Linked DNA regions of Mus musculus: region 1 is linked to region 2. A link is a contact called in public Micro-C data. All regions are on one chromosome and are shown on one strand. Each heading gives the region's core, a stretch centred on a gene start, on an enhancer-like site or on the middle of the called end of the contact. The rest is flanking DNA. Distances are from core to core; before and after follow the strand shown. Region 1 holds the start of Abca8a (ATP-binding cassette, sub-family A (ABC1), member 8a). Region 2 overlaps Abca8a (ATP-binding cassette, sub-family A (ABC1), member 8a).

The links. Hi-C and Micro-C count contacts between places; a contact is called where the count stands out from the background.
Region 1: a contact with region 2 is called in a Micro-C map of muscle stem cells, with 2.9 times the contacts expected there. The contact joins the promoter of Abca8a here to the enhancer-like site in region 2. A contact is called at or near these places in 3 of 39 promoter capture datasets (liver, macrophages and neutrophils), 4 of 484 Hi-C or Micro-C datasets (the AML12 cell line, liver and muscle stem cells), 1 of 115 datasets of contacts at active chromatin or transcription factors (embryonic stem cells) and 3 of 9 other capture datasets (adipose tissue, liver and pancreatic islet).

What each region holds. Positions count from the first base shown.
Region 1 is chr11:110,091,266-110,097,985 of GRCm38.p6, forward strand. Abca8a (ATP-binding cassette, sub-family A (ABC1), member 8a) reads right to left here and starts at 4,672. Exons shown (of 39, transcript NM_153145.4): 1 at 4,598-4,672; 2 at 254-355. The coding sequence starts at 349.
Region 2 is chr11:110,051,127-110,057,195 of GRCm38.p6, forward strand. Abca8a (ATP-binding cassette, sub-family A (ABC1), member 8a) reads right to left here. Exons shown (of 39, transcript NM_153145.4): 22 at 6,021-6,069; 23 at 5,185-5,292; 24 at 3,357-3,530; 25 at 1,890-2,003. Among named protein-coding and RNA genes, the nearest start is that of Abca8a, 42 kb to the right of the region's middle. Within about 2 kb of position 2,720, at least 5 of the 459 cell types and tissues checked have an H3K27ac peak or open chromatin away from gene starts, as enhancers often do. A contact at or near this core is called in muscle stem cells, where this site is marked.

The DNA of each region.
Region 1 (6,720 bases), core at 3,422-5,921, 42 kb after region 2:
TTTGTCTCTTTGACCTGCTACTATCTTAATCTTAGTGAGCAAAACAGTTTGAAAGTGGTTTTGTAGGCTTTAAAGGAATTTATTTATTGTATTCTCATTTTGCACCCCCTCCTCTGTTATACTGTCCCTAGTGAATGGCCTCCTCCTTTTGTGTGGAGCCATGATTTTCTTCCCAGCGGTGTCTCTAGTCCTTGCACACAGGAAATATGCTGCACCATTACACACAGGAAGCAGGGCAGATCCTGAGTCATACCAAAAATGTATCTCTTTTCAGTCTCTTTTTTCTGAGAAGATTCTTGCACAATAAGGCCCACGTTTGTTGGCACACATTTATCTCTCTCTTAACCATCTTGGTCTGTTTAATAAGAAAAAAAGAGAAGAGTCAACAAATACTAAGATCTTAAGAGGAAATGCTCTGCAAATGTCAGAGCCTGGTTGCTCTTTACTCCAAAGGAAAGACTTGGATTCTGGGATTCATAACTTATTCACTGGGTATCTCTTCTATTTCCTTTCCATTTTCTCTTCTCACTCTCAGACTTCTTCAACAGTGTATTTACTTAAACAGCATATATCATAAATACATTAACATTCTAATTTGTACAATATATAGCCATTTAAACACACAGGAGAGAGAGGAACATGAATACAGGCTTGAATGATGCCCTTTATATATAATTTATGAATCAACATCTCTTGCACAACATAATAGGCATATTAATTCAATGTGAGAAGACCACCATAGTTCACTTTTCCTGAGAGGAAAACTTAAATCGGTGAAAACATTGAATTGCTGAAGTGGTAAACATAGCAGGACTTCAGTTTGGAAGTTTCTTTTCTCACCTGATAAGAACAACAGTGTCATGAACAGTAATGGTGCCCTGTGCAGATATGAGATAATATATCTACAAGAATTGAAAGGACTGGGTGAAGACCTCAATCCTCTTAGTCTGTTTTATTTTGGCAAGAAAATTTGGTTCTGTCTTTATAAGACATGAAAGTAGACATGTTATTGTATATATTATGAACTGAGAAGGGATATTCATTCACTTCAAGGTTGCCCTTGGAAAGCCACACTATGTTTGAGCATATGCTTGAGGCAGTGATAAAATCAGCCTTGAGACTGAGATTCAAGTAGGATTTAGCTGGGTATAAAACTCCTAAATTTTGACTTAACTTTTCAACTTCTTGTTGTTGATCATCTGAGGAAATGAAACTGAAATGGATTATAAAGGAAGTAGCTGTCATAGTAATGGGGTAGGCATGCTATGTAAAAGTGTGTTTGATTGGGTGGGGGAAGCTGGGAATGGGGATAAATGAAGCTTAGTGTTTTAAGAGTCGTACTAGTAGCAAGGTAGAGGGCGCAGGCTCCAAGGAGGATGAGCTTCATGAGAAACCAGAAATTTCTGTATACTCTTCTCTGATAAGGGATGCTGATTACGGTAGGCACCATATGCAAAAATCTCACACTAAGCATCTGAAGGGAGTACCATTCTCCAAGGTATACCTTGATCCCAGTCAATAAAGAAGTGGAGAATCTGAGAAGTTTCCATAGCAACACTTAACATTTTTGGTACCATAATGCTACACGTTAGATTTTTCTTTTTAAATAGTGGTCTTCAGAGAGGAAATAAAACATTGCCCCCCCCCCCGACAAATAGCTTGGGAGATTCTGCTGAGGACTGATTTGAGAGGATAAGACTCTTTTTAATGCAGATAGACAGCTAAAGTTAAGCTAGAGCCTATTGAAAGGCACCACAGGAATGTCCATGGAAGGGCATGTCATGGCTCCAGTAGGTGCAGTATTTGGCAGGTCTAGTCATCCTGTCCTTGGGAGAGTAGTAAACAAGAATAGGAAATATATGTCGTGTGAGTGTGTGTGTGTGTGTGTGTGTGTGTGTGTGTGTGTGTGTGTGATGGGCATGGATACCATGGAATTTGTGGATGGATAGATGATTTTAATGAGGGGTAGGGCATTATAGAGACACAGAGATGGAAGCTAACCCTGGAAGTCTTTGTCCTGTGCATGAGCAGTCAGGGAGGAGAGTATAGGAGCAGAGCAGCTCCTCTCCAACAGAAACTGCAAATCAGTCTCAGCATTTATCATTTATATCAAAAGTGTTCACAGAGCCTTTCCGAATTTGGCTAATGTGTTTATCCAGGCTCTTCAAAGAAACAAACAAACAAACAAACAAACACCACAACTGTATCAACATTGGGCAACCTAGAGATTTTTTTTTAAATGTGAGAAGGGGAGAGATGTGTGGAGACAGAGAGCAGTAATCCATGTACTTTCAGGAACTGGTTCCAGAACTATGTGGCCTGCTGATTTCATAACTGGTAGCGCAGGCACATGGGATGCCAATGGGCATATGACCCGTCTCAGCCTTGCATACAAGACTGTGAAAGAGAAAAGCTGGAGCCTCTGCTTTTTAAAGCTGAGGAGAATTTCATATCTTCGGCTGAACCTCAGACGTATTTGCAAGGCCTTCGTGTGGTTAAGTGAAGCTCGCTCACAATACTGAATGGCTTTCTTACTGATGTATACTATATTGATGAATCTGCAAGATGGCTCAATGTTAACAGCACTTGCTACCAAGCCTACAGACCTTAGTGTGATTCTTGGGACTCACACGTGGGAAGAAAAGAGCTGATTCCTCAAGTTGTCCCTGACCTCCACATATATATCACATGAGCGTCCCTTTCAACAACCCTACCCCACCTCAAAAAAATAATTAAAAAAAAAAAACTTAAAGTACTGATTTAAATGTTAATTGCATTTAAAAATACTTTCACAGCAACATCTAAACGAGCATTTGGCCAAATAGCTGGGTCCCATAGTTCAGCCAAGCAGGCACATGAAGTTAACGGTCACAATGTGGGGATTCATAGAGATATTTTACTCTAGCAGAACATTCCCTGAAAAGAGAAGTTTCAGAGCATAGTTAAATTTAACCTCTTCCCATACCTCCACCAAGAAATCACACACTATTCGAGTTCTCCAGCCTCTCTGGAAGCTGCACATAAAAGAAAACAAAGCAGGGTAACTCTTCATTAAGTTCATTAAGACTTTAAACTGTGGAAGGAAAGGGCTTGCTTAGACTGAATTACACAATCAAGTCACTTTAGCGAGAAATCACTTTTCTGGGAGGCTTGCCATGGCCATTGACTCCACTGTGGTGTCCTATGATGGTCTGTGCCAACTGGCTCTTATGTCTTAATAATTGGTAGAAATAACCTTTTTACCAACATGTTGCCTAAAACTGGTCGACCATGTTGTGATGGGATATTGGGATATTGCCATACAGATAGAGAATAGAAGTTTCCCTGCATGATGCTATCATCCCAGTCATGAGACAAGTTCAAACAGAGAAATGCCTATTTCCCAGGATAAAAATTCAGGTGTAGAGTTGATGGGACAGTCCCATTGGGCAGTAGTTGCACAGTAGCCACTCACAGCTTATTTCCAGAGAAGAAAACAACACATGGTTATATAATAAGGCTCAGAGGCAAGTCTTCGTACAAAAGGGTGGAGAAAAGATATCAGAAAGCCTTTTGGGCTGACAAATGGAGAAGAATGTAGTATTAGCAAAAACAAATAAATAAATAAATAAATAAATAAATAAATAAATAAATAAATAAATGTTTTAAGTCAGGGTGTCCAGAAGCCCCAAGAATTGCTCCGGGCAACGGGAACATTCTTAGAGAGATGGGATAACTTGAACCAGTCAAGGGAGCAGCCACAGCCCTTTGTAGCCAGAACTAAGACTAACTCTCTATCTCAGAGTTCCACTGCAAATCAGCCATGCAGCATAAATAAGCTCGGTAAAACGTCCCTCTTGTTTGCTTTTCCTTCCTTCTCTGGTTCCTAGATCCATGCTAGCTCATGTACAAGTAAAACTGAAGGCTTTGCTTCAGCGTGAGTGAATGTTATTGACTCTGTGCCAATCAACAAAACCCTGTTTACTGCAAACTCCTGCCGACAGCAAAGGGTATGACATTTGAAGTAATGCCATTGTAGTGAAGTGGCACATGCCTCAGTATGATTCAATACATCATACCCAACAAATAAAAACGTGCAGGAAAGAATCTTATGTTAAAAACAAAACAAAACAAAACAAAACAAAACCAACAAATAGACAAACAACCTGTAAGTCTGAGAATAACAGGCTGAGACATAAAAGCATTTCTCTAAATGCCATACTAAAGACTTCTCAGGATTAGAGAGAAAGTGTATTGGAAATGCCTGCCAGTTACTGTACAGTTCATGCACATGTGTGTGTCTAACTGCAGCTGGGCAGCAGATTCACATTCATATTCACACAGAAAATGCTTCCAGAAGACCTGCTTACATTTCTCACCATTACTAACACATTACAGGCACATTCCCACATCTTTACTTAAAACTAGAAAATATGACAATGTCTTTAAAACTACCCACAACTTCCCCTTGCAGACCACAGGAAAATAAACCCAGAAACACTAAAACTCTGTGCAGAAAAATAAATAATAACTTCTCCCTAAAAAGTTCTCATTGAGTAAATGAAATCTCACTTATAGTTACGTAATACAAACCAAACAGAAGCAAAAAGGAACTTACATTTGGAATGTCCGAAGAAAGTATCCTGAGTCTTGGCTTACCTCTGTTTCCCCACTCCAAGAGAATGGGTTCTACTTCTCCCCGGTCTCTATCACATCTGTATTGCTTTCATTCTGTTTGCCTGTTTTGAGCATTCCCAGTCAGCCTGACTGCTTTTGGAGGAAGATTGTGGTTGTAATTTTCTTGGCCTGCTGAGCACTGTATTCACGTGACCATTCTCGAACAAATCTCTTTTTTATTGACTTCCAGCCAGTTCCCACAGCAGAGAATTGCCAACCCTACTCATTTGACTAATTATAGTGTCAGAAAAATCTGTGTTGCCGAGGGAGTCCAAATTTGTAACTTTTCTGGGCCCTCCCCCAAAAGAAATTGACAGATTTCAAAAAATAAAATAAAATAAAATAAAATAAAATAAAATATTGTCCCTTAAAAGGCTCTGAGCTCTGGACTTATTCTGCCATGTTGAGGCAGATATTCTAATTATGTTTCAAACAGCCTAGAAAGCAATATCTTGATTTTTTTCCTATATCATATCTTCCATCCTGTCCATTTCCTCAGTTCCTGCTCTGGCCAGAATCAGTCAATAGACTCCATCTTTAAAATGTGCTCAACATTATGTGTTGTGTTTTATAAAAAAGAAGAAGAAGAAGAAGAAGAAGAAGAAGAAGAAGAAGAAGAAGAAGAAGAAGAAGAAGAAGAAGAAGAAGCAGCAGCGAAGGGTATGTTTGGTAGAGGTGCGATATGGTGTCGGGGAAGGGGATGCCTCTGGGGGCCCATGCTGAGGCATCCCTTCCCCCTGAGGTACCAGTTATAGTATAGTATAGAATAGAGTTTATTCATGGCATGGGGAGGGGGAGTTGAGGGAGTAGAGATAGAGAAAGACAGAGAGAGAGAGAGAGAGAGAGAGAGAGAGAGAGAGAGAGAGAGAGAGAGAGAGAGAGAGGAGTAGAGGCCATGAGCACAGGGAATGGCGAGAGAAGGGTCAAAGGGGAAAGAGGATAAGAGAGCAAGAGAGCAAGAGAAGTGAGTGAGGAGGGGTTGAGCAGCCCCTTTTACAGTGAGTCAGGCACACCTGGTAACTGTAGCCTAGAAGAAATGCTAACGTTATGGGTCTTGGGAAGTATGGCTCAGAACAACATTCACTCAGAACAACATTCAGCTACGTATAGGAGATTGAAAACCAAAAGTAAGGCAGCCTAAAAGGACCCGAGTTAGACAAGTCACAGCTTAATAGAGAGATTTTAGTAAGAAGGGAAGCGTGAGCCACTGCCCAGCTAATATTTAGAAAATTCTTTTTCGTTTTCATAGCTAGAAAGAAAGAAAAAAAAAACCAAAAATTAGTTTCTGTGTGTCAGTGAACTTTGAAAATACGAGTCTTCAAAAACTACTTATGACTTCAGATAACATTCTCTGTAGTCTCCAAGATTATACAACCTAACCCATCAATTTTTAATTCATAAACCAAGCAAATGCATTTGAATCTCTGGGGACCTTACCTATTCAGAATTCTCAGATGGTTTCTCTATCGCTGGTTGGAATACACTCTCGAAAGCTCTGGGGAGGGTTTGCTGCTCAGTAAGAATTCATGCCTATGGTTTTGTTCTCATTTTAAGCTTCCCTGTCAGGGTGTTCAAAGAAATGACTGTTTCTTCCATAACTGCTGCTGCCGTCTTTGAAAAGAGTCTTCACTTCACTTCCAGAAGCCTGCCACATTTGCTTTGTCGAAGGTTTTTTTTTTTTTTTTTTTTTTTTTTCGATTTTTCCCTTTTTCCCTCAGAGAAATGATTTATAGATTATTGCGCAACACTCTGCTGGGGCTGTCTTGTAAACATGCAAAGAGCCATGAACTACACGATAAATGTTATTGCAACATCTCCACTACACTATTTCATACTGGCCATCTTTTTTTTTACTAATCCACTAATTTGTTCAAAAACAATGTTTTTTTAAGTTGCCCAGTGTTCTGAGAGCAAAACCCCCAAACTCGTATATTAAGAAAAACTGGGGGATTTTCTTTGTTTGTTTGTTTTGTTTTATTTTTGTATGAAGATGATAAGACTGTGACACCATTGGCTTGACAGAGAACTTGGCCTAGTTCACAGGGGTCAGCGGTGGTTCTCAAC
Region 2 (6,069 bases), core at 1,470-3,969:
TTCGTTCCTTGTACACATGTCAAGTAATTCATGCCTTCCTGTATCTCCAGCTCCACAAAACACTAGCACCTTCACTTGTGAACACACACACACACGCACACACACACACTTAAACACATACACAAAAATTTAAAACCCCAAATTAAATTTATTTTCAATTTATTCTAGCCTGATTTCCATTATCATAAAATTAATATCATCACAAACATTGCTCTTGACTAAAAGCATTTGGCTTGACATTGGAAATTTGACAGCGCTGGACAAATATAGGATCCCACGCATAGACTTAAGAGTCTGTGTCCAGTTTTAATCACCGAAGAACAAAAATAAAGTAGGTTTGATGTTGTCTAGGGATTTAATAAATAAGCTCTAGGCAACAATCACAGAGAAATAGTTTTGAATTGAACAGAAATGCATTTTGTAGAAGTATTTCCTCAGAGATATTGATAAGTTTACCCATTAGGCAGCAAGTCTTGAGTACCATTGGTATTGATAGAACAGCAGTCACGGGTGTAAACTTTACATTTTCACGTTAAACCTTCGTTCCGAAACTATGGGAAAGCTTTTCTAGAATGTTCTGAGCTCCTCTTCAATTTGTACTGATGTCAGGGTACTATCTGTGACTACCTTTCCATTCTAAAAGCTCCCGAGTTTCCCCATAACAAAACATAGACATCTGTAGGATTAATCTCTGAGCATCTCAGGTAAGGTGAGACATGAATCTCATCTCAATTTCCATCTTAATTACGGTATGGATATATCTTAAATCTTATCTATATCCATACCTGTATCCATATGCACAGCTTTATCTATATCTCCATCCATATACATACCTATAGCCAAATCTAATCCATATCTATATCTATATAATTTTCATTATTCAGTTTTCCGATGATATGTCCTATGTCTGTGTCTTTGTTAACTTGTGGAAGTTGTGGAAAGAAGTGACTATAAACTGCTGCAATTAATTTGTACAAAGTAATATTATGACTAGGGTGTCAGATACAAATACAGCATCATTTGATGCTGAAGTGTATCAAGCCCTCCAGAATTTCAAATACAAAATATAAGGGGAGAAGTTTCATTCCCGTTTAACTCACTGGGAGAACAGACTGTGTAATCTGCGTGTTTTCTTCTTCAACTATCTCAAAGTTGGTACAGGAAGAAAATCAAGTATTTGTTGGACAGTAATGTAATTGAGACATTCAAAACAGAAGTTCTAGAATAAATACATATAAGTTATATATATTCCCCTTCTAAGTTTAGAAAGTGAAGATTTTAATAAATGATTCCTTTTTATTAGATATTTTCTTTATTTGCATTTCAAATGTTATCCCCTTTCCTAGTTTCTCCTCCAAAACCCCCTATCCCCTCCCCCTCCCCTTGCTCGTCAACCCACCCACTTCCTTTTTCTGGCCCTGGAAGTCCCCTATACTGGGGCATAGAGCCTTCACAGGACCAAGGGCCTCTCTCCCATTACATCCTCAGCAATCAGATTTTAGTTTTAGATTTTTAATTAACAATATTCATAGTCTTCTGAAAATTCCATAGCCTTTGTTGCTCAGTTAATTCTTTTTCCTAAAAGGAATTTCAAAACAATACCTAAGTTTACGATCCTATAATGAATTCTCTTACCTTTAAAGAAAGTGAGATGAAAATAGATACATTTTAACATATATGTTATACACGTGGAGATTATATATATATATATATATATATATATATATATATATATATATATATATCATGGAACTAGTGAAATTTTATCAGAAAAATACATTTGAAATACTTTAAAGTATAAAATTGGTTTATCTTATACCAACCAAAGATATTTTTAAAGTATTAGTACTTAACTCCATCACAAAAATAAAAACAGTAAAGATACTTACAATATAGAAGCAAAGTGACCAAAGGCCACTATTTTTTCTCCCCTTGCGATAAATGAATGAAATCACATAAGTCATGAAAATAACTGACATGGCATAGCCACCAACATAGAGAATCTGAAACCAATAGGAATATGAGAATGAATATTGTGACATGTGAAAACATTTGAATGTGCTAATGTCATGGAACAATGTCTTCATGTTCCTACATTTATAATGATTTAAATATCAGAGAGAGTGGTAAAGTGGGTGACTTGGGATTGTCACTTCTCTGCAGAAACCTCTAAAACACAAACAACTAGGAGAGGCGACTTTGTCAGTTTTCTGCAAACAAAAGTTTACATACAATACCTAACTCAAAAAAGACAAACTGCAGGAACAAAAATGGAGAAGAGCCTGAGGAAAAGGAGGTCCAGCGACAGGCCCAAAGTGGGATCCAGTTCAAGGGGAGGCCCCAAGGCCCAAAACTATTACTGAGGCTATGGAGTGCTCACAAAAAGGTGCCTATCATGACTGCCCCCACAAAGACCCAAGCAGCTGAAAGAGTCAAACGCAGATATTTATACCTAACCAATGGACAGAAGCTGCTGACCCCTGTGTTTGAATTAGGGAAAAGCTGGAAGAAGCTGAGGAGGAGGGCAACCCTATAAGATGGACCCCCGAGACATCTCAGACATTTAGCCACCAAAACAGGCAGCCTATACCAGCTGATATGGGGGCCCCAACACATATACTGCAGAGAACTGCTGAGTCTGGACTCAGTCAGAGAAGATGCACCTAGCTCTCAAGAGATTGAAAGCCCCAGGGAGTGGGGAGGTCTGGTGGGGTGGGGACATTCTTGTGGAGATGACGGGGCGGGGAGGAAGTATGGGAATGTGGAACAGCTGGTGTACCAGGAGGGGGATAAAGTCTGACCTGCAAAAAAAATGATTAAAAGAAGAAGAATGCTTTCGAGTGTTCTGAGAGCTCTTGGCCTACCAAACCCCTTGCTTGGGGACAGTCTTGCAGAGGGATGCCTGTATTTTCAGTGTAGGATCTCAGTTTCTGGTGCCACATAACTGGAAGGTTTTGGGGGTGGTGGTGACAAAATATTTGGGAATATGCAACCAGTGTTACTGGGTGTCACAGTCAAAGCAGTCAGGAGGAGCCAGTTGTGGTGGCACAAAATTTAATCTTAGCTCTCAGGAGGCTCGCCATGATTTTAAAATCAGCTAGGGCTGCTAGGACTTCATAGTTAGACCCTGTCCAAAGAATGAAACACACACACACACACACACACACACACACACACACACACACACACACACACCAGGTAAAAAGCCACAGTGACAATTTTATGCCGTATGTATTTCAACCACACTTTAAGAAACTCTTAAAATAGAAATGAAAAATATCAAAAATGGTCTGAGTTACTGTTAGTTTTTGGGTTGATTGATTAATGGTAGTTGTTTTAGGAATGGTGTCACTTACCTGAATAAACAGATCTCCAACTGTGAACTTACTCTCTGGAGGGGCCGAGGCATAGAATGCAATGAATATAGACAAAATGAGTGCACAGTACACTGGAACCTCAAACAGAGCCTGCCCGAACCAGTATGCAGATGGGGAGAGCCCTGAAATCCACAGCTGGAACTGAGCTCTGTTCTGGTAAGGAAGTACAATCATCAATTGTATATTGTTTTTTATAAAAATATGAAGAAAATAACCAAATGAGTTATTCATTATTAGTGATTAAACACTACACAGAAGAAGGGACATGGGTCATTTCAAAGCTTCTATATCAAAATTTGCTGTTGTTACTAATAAAAATAATTTAACCTAATGTGATAACGTAGCTAATAAAATAAACCATCCAAGTTACTGACAGCAATAAGGCAGTTAGCCAAAGATTGACTTAATGCCTACAAAGGAAAATTCCCCATGTGAGTATTAGCTTTCAGTGGTAAAACAATTCATCCCTTATCCAAATGAAAGTAGCCATTTTTTTTCCACGTAAAATTGTCATATTGGTTTATTCTCAATGAAAATGAGTGATTAAAACACTGTTAGTAATTGCACCTTGTGTGGTACTTTGATAGCTTTGGAGTTTCTCATATTTAAAGCCATTAATGTATTTCATATGTGTAGTTATTTTATGTTTCACTAAATTTTATATTTTAAAAATCTGCCAAATGATAAAAATTTTGTTTTTTCCAAGTGTATTTTCTGTCATTTCTAGCTCTTCTCTGCCTTAGAAATTCTAATTAAATATATGATGAGTCATTACTATTGTCTCATGAATCATTAAAGTTCAGATAATTTTTCAGAGCGTTTTTTCTTTCTTTCTGTGTTTCAATTTTACTGTCTATTCTGGTTCATTCTGTTTTAACTGTATGTCTGTTCTAAAAGCCATGTTCATTTTTTTTATATAGCTACATTAGGAGTTCCACCTGACATGTGTGTATGTGTGTGTGTGTGTGTGTGTGTGTGTGTTTTCTCTCTTCATTGTGTTCATTCTTTTAGTTAATCCTTGATTGTGTTAACTTTTCCTATTTGTTACTTCTTTCATTTCCTTTGTCATTTCTGGGTCTGTTCTTAATTGATCAAGTCTTGCCCCAAATTTGGATCCTTGGGGTAACCCCTATAACTGATGACTGGAAGCAGGTACCAATCCTATATAACTTCTGAATGTGCTCTTCTTACAGACATCTGTACAGTCGTGACATCATGAAGTTCTACTCCATGCTTCGTCTTGGCAACATAGTGTAAGCTACCCTTGAGTAGAGGTCTACTGCCCTTGCTCTAGGTAATTCCTGCACTGACAGAATGCTTAGAGGCAGATTCCAGCCACTCCACCCTTTAGGATTCCAGGTTCTTCTTTTAGTTTATTAAGACCTTGGGGTGCTGCTCAAGACCTCTTTGTGTTCCATGAGCTAGTTCCAAGAAGATATGTGTGATATACAACTCAAATTTTTATATGGAATCTCACCCATCTTCCACTGAAAAGATTACATTTGGGGAAGTGTTCAATCTTTATCCCAATGCCTCCATTCTTTAGAAGGAAACAAACAAAGCTTTTTAATCTTTCTCTTATTTTCCTTTCTCATGGTCTTTCCACTTGTCCTCCCCACCTCCTTCCTTTTCCTTTCCTTTAGTGCATTCTTCCTTTTTACTTCTATAAAGGTGCAATTGTGTATTAATCAACTGCTCAGTGTATAAAACTGCACACCATAGTAACGAGAAACCCTGCAATCACATTATAAACAACTTCTGATTGTTTAAATCAACTTTAGTTTCCATTAATTTTTTTTTTTACTACCTTATAGTCATCAATGCTGGTCATGGAAATATAAGGAGGAACACAGGCCATCAGAAGTACCCACAAGAAGAAATAAGCCAAATAATCAAATTTTCTGTGGTCATTTTCCTAGGAATGAAATTGATACAAAGTTGAAGCTCATTGTCTGGATTACATTGCTCAAAACACAGTCAATTATCTAAGATAGCGCCTTGGGTCTGTTTTGAGATTTTCACCTCCTTACATTCTTATCCAATTTTCAACATAGATTTTGCTTATATATCTATAGCTACACAATATGATCTTGAAAATGGAAAGTAATAATGAGAACAAAGGGATTCTAATAATGGAAAAATTCTGAAGTTTAGGCTGACACTTAAAGATGATCAATATTTTTAGGCTTTAAATAATTATTGTGATATTTTGTCACTTTAAACCGGTGCAACCAGGAATTCCAACTCATAAATTTCACATCTTAGGTTTTCTTCCCATCTCTTCTTTCCCTTCCTCCTTCTCCTTCTTTTGATTTCTTCTTTGCAATACAAATTGAACTTGAACCCATAATGATCCTGTTGAAACCTCACAAGCACTATAATTATAGGTGTGAGTCAGTATGCTTAGTTTTATATCTCCTAATTTAACATTTAGTGCTTATGGGGAACAGCTCAACTGAATATGCATAGTCATATATGATAGACCATAATATACTATATCTCAAATTAATATAAATATATACAAGATAGATACAGATGGTAACCTAAGGTATGAGAGAAACTCTATCAAGACCACTGATATTATTCTGAATGGAACAATCTGGAAGACTCCAGAGACAACAGAATCTACAAGAATGTACCAACCTCAGGAAATGTGCTGCGGTCAGTTTGAATGTGTGCTGATGGTGCGAAC